Regions from separate parts of the Mus musculus genome. Here region 1 is linked to region 2. A link is a contact called in public Hi-C data. All regions are on one chromosome and are shown on one strand. Each heading gives the region's core, a stretch centred on a gene start, on an enhancer-like site or on the middle of the called end of the contact. The rest is flanking DNA. Distances are from core to core; before and after follow the strand shown. Region 1 holds the start of Mecomos (a long non-coding RNA gene). Region 2 has its middle 48 kb from the start of Gm42197.

Region 1 (4,207 bases), core at 343-2,842, 280 kb before region 2:
GTTTTTTTTTTTTCCACCAATAAAGTAGGATCTAGTGTAATTTTTATTTAGTTTAGTTTAGTTTGAAAAGTGTGGGTTTTTTTTGTTTGTTTGTTTGTTTGTTTATTTATCGATTTTTTGCTTTTTTTGTTTTTGGTAAAGTACATTATTACAGCCTTGTTATTTCAGAAAGATGAGTTTTCACTGTTAAAAATGCCATAGAAACTTGTAATGATAAGAATTCCACTAGGACCATTCACATGGGGAAGGAGGAGGGAGAGAGCAAATCAACTCGAACAGGTTAACAAAGCCAATGCCTGGCCACTTGGGGAAAGGGAGAAGGAAAAATTTAAAATAAGTTGCAGCAAAATCTAAACTGAGCCCAGGGAAAAGGCTGACACAGAAATGAATTTGGGGGAGAAAGTAGCAAAATGGCCAGGATTCTACTCTAAAACAACAAAAATGGAAGACATGTTTGTGGCCGAGTCCACAGACAATGAGCTATGTATCAATATGTATCAACTGATTCCTCTGGGTTGGGGGAGGGGGCTGGGGGGGGGCAGCATCAACCAGCCAATATCAACCAGCCAAGGATGGCGTTCTTTCAAATGTGTCCTCATGTTTTATCATAGTTACTCTCACAAAGACGTACAAGTTTAGTGTAGTTTACTGTGAAAAGACACCAACTGAAGGTAGCCGTGTGAGTGGCTCCATCTTCTAAATCATGGTGCTTCTTAAGGGCAAACCTGCTACGGGAGCTGGCTTTAATCCAGGAGAGAAGCCCAGTGAAGGAGAAAGGCTTTGGACCCAGCTGATACCAATCAGTAGGCAAAAAGGAAGAAGTAGGGGGTGGGGGAGAGGTAGATAAGATTTAACCTGAGGTCACCAAGGTAAAGTGAATTCCAGGCAGAGTGACAATAATTACATCAGCACTATCAACAATAGTAGTCACTTTGTATTGACCAAATGCTGTGTCCCATGCAAGATTCTACGACTTACGTTTAGTGCTTCATACGATTCCCTCACACTGGGATAGGTCTGCATTTCAATGACAAGGTCCTGCAGAAGGTTGGGCAGTAGATCTGGACAATATAAAACAAAGAAATGAGTCAAGGGTGTGCAGAAGCTGAAGATCTGTGACCAGATCATTACAGTCATTCAGATGGATGGTCCCAGGCATCCAAGTTTAGGCTCACTAAGACCAAGCACGCGTCTGGTCAGCAAATACCTCTTTAGTACTTGTTTCAGCTTAGACCCTAGGCAACAAGGGGTAAATTATACCTACCTAATTCTCGTTTTTCTGGCATGTGAAGTTTACCAGAGGACATTGTAAGTAAGGCATGCCTTTTCTGACCTGAGGGGCGGGTGTGATGTGTGGGCGAGCACGCATGCGCGCTCCTGTTCGAGCTTACCTCTTTGGGTCCCTGTTCACCTTTGTTTATAAGGCTCTCTTGCTGATTAGCCTGATTAGCAGAGGACACAGTAAATGGGAATGGAGAAGCTCAGGTGCATGCCAGACATGGACAGACATCTTCCAGGGAAGCAGAGCGAGAGCGAGAGAGCGAGAGAGCGAGAGAGAGAGAGAGAGAGAGAGAGAGAGAGAGAGAGAGAGAGAGAGAGAGTGAAAGAGAGAGAAAGAGAGAGAGAGCAAGAGAGCGAGGAGAGAGAGAAACAAAAAAAACCCAAACGAATTGTTAAAATTCTCCTCTCCCAAAGTCAAGATAAGAATTAGGGCAACTGACGTTGGAGCAGAACAAAGGATTAAAAAAGTACAGTCACACTTGCAGGCGGGACTAGCTTCCGTGTTGTGCATACGTGGGTGTTTACTTGAGTCTGGTATACAGACACATTGCAACTTACTTATTTTGACCTGTTCCCACGGAGTCAGAGCACCTCACGCTTACATTACCCAATGGATTTTCCCAACACTCTCATTATGCTGATATTATGAAACTTGCATGGAAATCAACTCAAAGGTTAAGTGACTTACCCAAAGGTACACAAGAGGAGTGGAGGCGAGGCGTGCATGCCTTCCAACTCACTCTCTCCACAGATTAGAAGGCTGAAAGCACTTTTGAGTAAGTTTCTAAAACCCTGGGGAGGACTTCGACCCTGGAGTTATTGCACACTGTGCTAAACACTGTCTTGAAAAGGCTGAATTAATTAAAATGAATAAAATAATGAAAAAGAAAAAAGCAATTCGTACAGAGTTGAGGTGAGTTCCAAACACATTAACTGCCTTAGTTCTGCTCCAGCATAGACATAAGAGAAGATTTGGCATTTTGAGAATGACCATGGTTAGTTTTCTCTAGAAACTGAAGATAGTTATAAAATGCCCTCAGTGGTATAAAAGATGCCCTTTATCCTATTGGCACAGGTGTACGTTGTGCGTTTTGTGACTCTTTGTTTCTTAGACTTGTGAGTATATATTGGCTTGTCTCTTTTTTTCCTTTTGAATGTGTTCACATCGAAAGCATCAGACAGTCAGATAAGAGAAAAAGAATGCTATTCTGTGCTCCCCTCCCACTTTGCTGTGTTTTATTAAGCTGCTTATTTATCATACGGTGTTCACTGAAACTTTAAAAGAAGCCTTTTTGTTGTGATACTTCAGCCACTCAGCATAATGGCTCAGGAAATAGATCAAAATAGCCAAGGAAAATATTTTAAATATGGCAGCTGTAGTTGAAGTTTGGGAAATAAATCTTTGAGAACAATAATTTATTCACTTGAGCTGTTGTTTCAGCAAAGTATTTCATCTTAGTTTCAGAATAGTTGCTATTCATTACTAAATATGTTTAAAAATCGAAGCAGAGAAATTGATTTCATTCTTTCCAGACATCCTAAAAAATACTCAGGTGTTAAAGTTGGGTGCTGTATCGGTAAAAGCAATCAGATAGGGATTGTGGCTATGTGGTTAATTAAAGGTAGTAGGCGCCTTCGGGGTAACTTTGCATCATGGACTTATGGAGGACTTCACACTGTAGGGACAATAACGTGGCGCTCCTTCCGAATGTGCACAGTGCTGTCCTACAAAGACATCAAGATGTGTAGGAAGTCAACCCTCCTGCAGTCCTGCCAAGCCAGACTGACCCCGGCAAATGAAAATAATCAAAAGTAATTAGAAGCGTGCTGGATGACTCCTCCGAGAGCCGAGCGGGAGAGTAAACACGCCCGAATCCTCGAGCCACTGCAAAGGCCCATGTCTGAGCTGTTAGGTGCCCTGACCTTGTCCACATAAAGATGTGATTTATGAAGTGCAGGGCACAGCAGCAGGGCTTCTGTCTTCTCCTGGAGAACCAAATTACTGAGGCGGAGATTAACATGGCTTCAGTGGAGCCTGTTTCCAGACCAGGGGAAATTTTTTATTTACCTTTTTTTTTTTTAAACCTTTAATTTCCTTTCTGTCTGTCTGTCTTTTCTTTTTTTCTCTCTCCTTTTCTTTTCTCTTTTTTCCCTTTCTTTTCTTTCTTCCTTTCTGCAGCACCGTATTGGTCAACTTAAGAAAAGGAAAAATAAATAAATACAAAGGAAGAAAGGCAGAGAGTCCCTCAGAAATGACCCAGGATCTCTCTGGAGAGCCATGCTGACAGGATGCTCTGGGGGTGCAGTCCCTTTGTGCCTATAGCTTGGTGTTTGGCTGGGCAGACTGCAAGTCTGCCTACCAGTATCCCAGAATTCAAGTTCAAGTTTGTGACATACTTCCCTGATAAAGCAGCATAAATAATTAAAGTCAAATGGAACATTCGTCACATCGGCTCCCTTGGCTTTCTGATCTAGTTTCTGCACCTGTGCATTGAATTTTATTCAAATTTCATGGAACAAAAAGATTTAAAAGATCTGATAGGTGGTAAGAATTTGGAGGAGTCGGAGGGAAGGAAAATGGGGTAGCAATTGTAGAGGAATCAGCGACACATCTCTTGAGTCCCAAAATAATACTGAAATTTTCTTACCTGTGTCTCACTTAAGCTTAGGTGAAAGTCTGACCACTTCCCACATTGCCACTGTGCCGTGGAGAGAAAGCATTGATTTTCTTTTTAAACACACATCAATATCTATACACAAAGCTAATTTAATTAGCAAGCAGTTATTGTTCAGCCAAATGTCAATTTCTCAAATTATTTCATGCTTCCCAACTGTATGAACGGTATGAAGCAGGATTTCACAGATAGTCTGTGAAGGAGAGACTGCATATGAGATGCCCCCCCCCCCAAAAAAAAACAAAAAACAA
Region 2 (4,371 bases), core at 886-3,385:
ATAGTAATCATTTCCTTTTTCCATACTTACTGCCAAAGACATTGGAAACTTGAAGTTTTATTACTATGAAGATGTGCTAATTTTGGTTATCCAAATTTCAAGATCTTTTAGAAAAAGATTCCTTCAAATCTACATAACTGTCAATGAATGGTATTCCAACACAACTTTTAATCTTAATGGCCACTATACAGCTTCTTTTTTGTTGCCCATGGATGATTTTACTCTTCCTACAAATTAGCATAAGTATGCTAGTCAAATGTTGACTGTGACACTCAAATTTTCAAGGAAGAAAAAGTGATTTTGGTTTTAAAAAATATTGTAAGCATGTAAGATGTAGGATTTAAAAAAAAAAATATTCCACTCCTATAGTGCTCCTGAAGCTGGGTTATTGACAGGTACATTGAAGTGAGAAGCATCCGGGTCTTTTTGGCCATCCTTGATGACAGAGAGATGTCATCTGTAGAGCCATTGTTCAACAATTGCGTGGATTCCAGTAAACATCTTCACAGACAACTGCATGTTATGAATCCAACATATAAAATTTCATGTAGTGTTATGTGTCAAGAGCACAGATCAAGGATACAAATATATTAGGTAATGTTGAGAAATGACAAGGAGCCTTCTGCTTACTGGAAGGCTCCTAGTGCTACCTTTCAGTTCATCAATCACAGAGATTTAATCAAACCGCAAATGTAAATAATCAAGTTCTCCATTTCCTTTTCATGGGACTCTCTATCATCTTTCCCAGCAGGAAAGAGAGATCAAGAAGTTGTTTTTAGTCATGCCACAATGTCACAACCCACAGTCCGACAGACACACCCTTCCTTGGATCACAGAAACATTCCTTGACCAGTCTACATTCTTACATCAGAAGTCGATATTTCTTAGCTAGGCTTACCACCACCCCCTCCCCTTTTATCACTGCAGATAAATAAGAAGCAACGGTGAAAAAATGAATATATTATAGTTAGGAAATGCAAGAAATAATGGGGAGAATCCCTGTGGATACAGTGCTTGCTCCACAAATATGAGGATCCAAGTTTGGATCCAACACCCTTGTTACAACAAAAAACTGGCTGTGGCAGTGTGTACCTGGAATCTCAACACTTGGGGGAAGGAAATAAACAGATTTCTGGAGTCTAGTTAATCAAGATGAAATGGCAAATTCATTGTTCAGTTATAGACACTGAATCAAGACCCGAGATAAAGAAGAACCTGAGAAAGACATTCAAATTTCAGTCTCTGGTCTTCACATTCATTGTAAGTACAACCTTCTACATACACACACACACACACACACACACATACACACACATGAATAAATGGCATTGTTAGTAAAGTTGAAATTTTTGATGCAATAAAGTCAAATATCCATAAGAAAGTAATTGGGATTTTGTCGATTTAAAGTATAGAATTGTTTTTAGTCTCTGTCTAGTGAAACTGAATTTTTTTTTTAGCATCCTTATATAAATAGTCACTCAAAAGCACCCACCACTGGCACATGCACTAGCTTTGTAAATTCTAGGTCAGTACTTACTCTGTGACAGGCACTAAGGTTATTTGGGAAAATCTCCGAGTGGAACCAATCTCTGGGTTTTCTGCATTTCAATCACTATTTGGTCTGCGCTCCTAAGGAATCAGAACAAAATACTTGCAAAAAGTTGGCCTCTAACTTTTATGAATCGCTTGTTTTAAGTCCAGCTACTTGAACTGTCAGTTCTCCGGGACAAATTCTAATTTAATCAGTAATAAAATATCATGTCTCTCCTTGAAGCGCCATCTCTTCCGTACCACAGCTCATTTGGTCCAAGAGGTTAAAATGAACTGCCTTGTTTTTATCCTTCCTTCCTTTCTTACATATTGTCCTGGATAAGTCACATTCTTCCTTAATAACTGGAAAGCATTTTCATTTGTGCCCTGGGAATGGCTAGAGGAGCTTTTAATATTATTAAGTCTAGATCAAATCAATCCAGTCCAAACTGGGCATGAGAATAACATGTCTTAGCCACACCCACTTTTCATCAATTAGTCACACCAATATTGGTGGCCTCGTCAGGGAATCCTTGACATCTGTGACCAGAAGTTCCAGACACAGGCCACTTTTATACATTCTGCTTGCAACCTTTGAACCAAGCTGCCAAGTCAAAGCTTGCTATGTGGTCTTAGCATCCAAATGGTGATTCATTGTTTGCAAACAGGGAGACAGATTAGTATCGTTAAGTTGACCTCAGCCTCTAACTCAGAAGCAATAAGGCTTGAGGACCCGGGCATCTTAACTAGGGCAAGACATAAATCAAGCAAGCTACCTTTAGCACCACAAAGAAATAAACATTTGGCATGTTATGAAAAGCATGCAAAGTGCCTTGAGCTTCCTCTGGAAGATGAAGGTGGGCTTGACTACAGAAGACTCCATTACTTAATTGAGTTTAATACAATATATAGGGACCAGCTTCGTCATGGTTTAACAGTTTCATGAATAAAGAGCTCCACTTTGAGAGCTCACTACTTAGCTCTCAGTAGCAAAGTTTTAAGATTATGGGGCAAAAAGGAATTGGAACAGTATTTTAGTCTGTCTGTGGCAACCGAATCAAATTAGTGAGTTATTTTTCAACAGGTTCACCTGCAAGACTTGAAAAGGAAAAGATAAGATAAAGTTAAAAGGTTGCTAAGTGGAAGACACAGGAAAAGAATTTGCTCTAGAGAGAAAAACACAATGTTGGGCCAAATATGGTCACTGAATAAGAATTCAAATCTCATGTTGTGGGTTTCACTGCGGTTTTATTAAATGTTAGTTGGACTGAATTCAAGCAGCGTGGATCTTCAGTTGAGGGGAAATAAAAAAGACTCAAAAGCTTAGAAAGTATTGTTCTTGGTGTACTGATTCCAACTCTTTTATTTCTATAATTTTCTATTAAAAAGAGTTATAAACTAAAATGTGTAATTTTTTAACCCTAAGAAATCTAGTTTAGAAATCAAGCAAACTCAAAGTTAAGAGTTTAATATAAATTGTGAGTATTGATAAGAGATAACATCCATCCTAATGGTTTTCAGTTATAGTTATAGGTTTACTTTTCTACTTCAATCTGGAAAGGGTTGAACTTCGTGTCATCAGCTTGGAAACCTGATAACTCAATATTGCTTCTCGTGATGTCTCCATAAAACTATTGGTTTTTCAAATCAAATCCTTTTTGGAAATTGTTCTAGAAAGAAAAAAAATCATTTTCCTGCAAAAAAGAACAAACAAGCTCTCAGAAGAATTCTTCCCACAATGCTTTGTGGTCACATGTTTTTAACAAAAGATGACATATCCCAGAAATGCTATGGATATTTCTTCTTTTAATAGTCTGCCACCCTGCAAGTTGTTGTGAATCCAAAGATTATAAGTGCGACACTAGTGAGTTATATCAAAACAGACAAGCATTTTGGGGTTTGAAGTTTTGGAGAGTACAATTTAACAGGAAGAGGCAGTCTCAGTCAGTTAAAGATCCAAACACTGTGTGTGTGTATACCCCAAGGTACAAGCAACACATGCCACCCTCTGGTAACTACTGCACCAATATGCACCTAACTGGGACTCTTCAATACCCTGTCAAAGTGCTGATTGGGATGAAAATACCAATATCTTGACTTATTATTTTGTCTGTCCTTACCTGGACCTGAATTTTTATTCCCCAAGCTATTGAGTTCATCAAAGTTTGGATTACTTTCAAAGACTGAAAATTTATAGCTTTTTTTCTCCACACAGTAGTCGGGAAGCTGTTTCTGAGTAGGTACTTTTGCAAACTAACCACAGAATAAAACCATTTTTTTGAGTGTATGCTACCAAACCTGCAACATCTACTGAGAAGTAAAATGGGATGGGGTTGAGTGAAAACTGGAGAACTTCAAGCTGATATGCCCTGTGTCTGAACAGAAAGCATTGCCACAGGCTACCCCTTCTGCCTTCATAGGCATCACTAAGCTGCAACCCAGGCAGGAAGGCACTGGGACACTATCGTACACTTGGTCAATAGCTCAATTCTCAGAAACTCACCTGTTCAGGTAGAGAAAGAACACACTCACCATTTCTATTCCTCTTCCTCCTCACCCTCTTTCTCTGTTCTGTTCTACTGTGTAGCAAATAAATCAATTCCAAGTTTAAGCTTCTAGACCGAAGCTTTTCAAGCACTAGGGTATCTTTTACCTTATACCCAGGTTTAAAGGCATTTGACCCCTGTAAAACCATTCACTGTCTCTTTGACATAGAACACTAAGAACTTCATGGAAAATTTGTGTTCTGAAGACTATGCAATAATGAAATATTTTGTATTTTTTATGTGGTGTACTTGTATGGGAGGTGTGGGGTACACTCAGCTGTGTATCCGCACATGG

What was found. Hi-C and Micro-C count contacts between places; a contact is called where the count stands out from the background.
Region 1: a contact with region 2 is called in a Hi-C map of uterus, with 2.8 times the contacts expected there. The contact joins the promoter of Mecomos here to the enhancer-like site in region 2. A contact is called at or near these places in 7 of 39 promoter capture datasets (the 3T3-L1 cell line, 3T3-L1-derived adipocytes, cancer-associated fibroblasts and 3 more), 2 of 15 datasets of contacts at CTCF or cohesin (both in the NIH/3T3 cell line), 16 of 484 Hi-C or Micro-C datasets (the 3T3-L1 cell line, the AML12 cell line, the C2C12 cell line and 9 more), 4 of 115 datasets of contacts at active chromatin or transcription factors (the NIH/3T3 cell line, embryonic limb bud, forebrain and 1 more) and 4 of 9 other capture datasets (adipose tissue, embryonic stem cells, liver and 1 more).

Annotation. Positions count from the first base shown.
Region 1 is chr3:30,017,325-30,021,531 of GRCm38.p6, reverse strand. It overlaps Mecomos (a long non-coding RNA gene), which reads right to left and starts at 1,592. Exons shown (of 3, transcript XR_003954597.1): 1 at 1,392-1,592; 2 at 979-1,061. All of the region lies in intron 2 of Mecom (MDS1 and EVI1 complex locus), which reads left to right.
Region 2 is chr3:29,742,180-29,746,550 of GRCm38.p6, reverse strand. No RefSeq gene overlaps it. Among named protein-coding and RNA genes, the nearest start is that of Gm42197, 48 kb to the right of the region's middle. Within about 2 kb of position 2,135, at least 4 of the 459 cell types and tissues checked have an H3K27ac peak or open chromatin away from gene starts, as enhancers often do. A contact at or near this core is called in uterus, where this site is marked.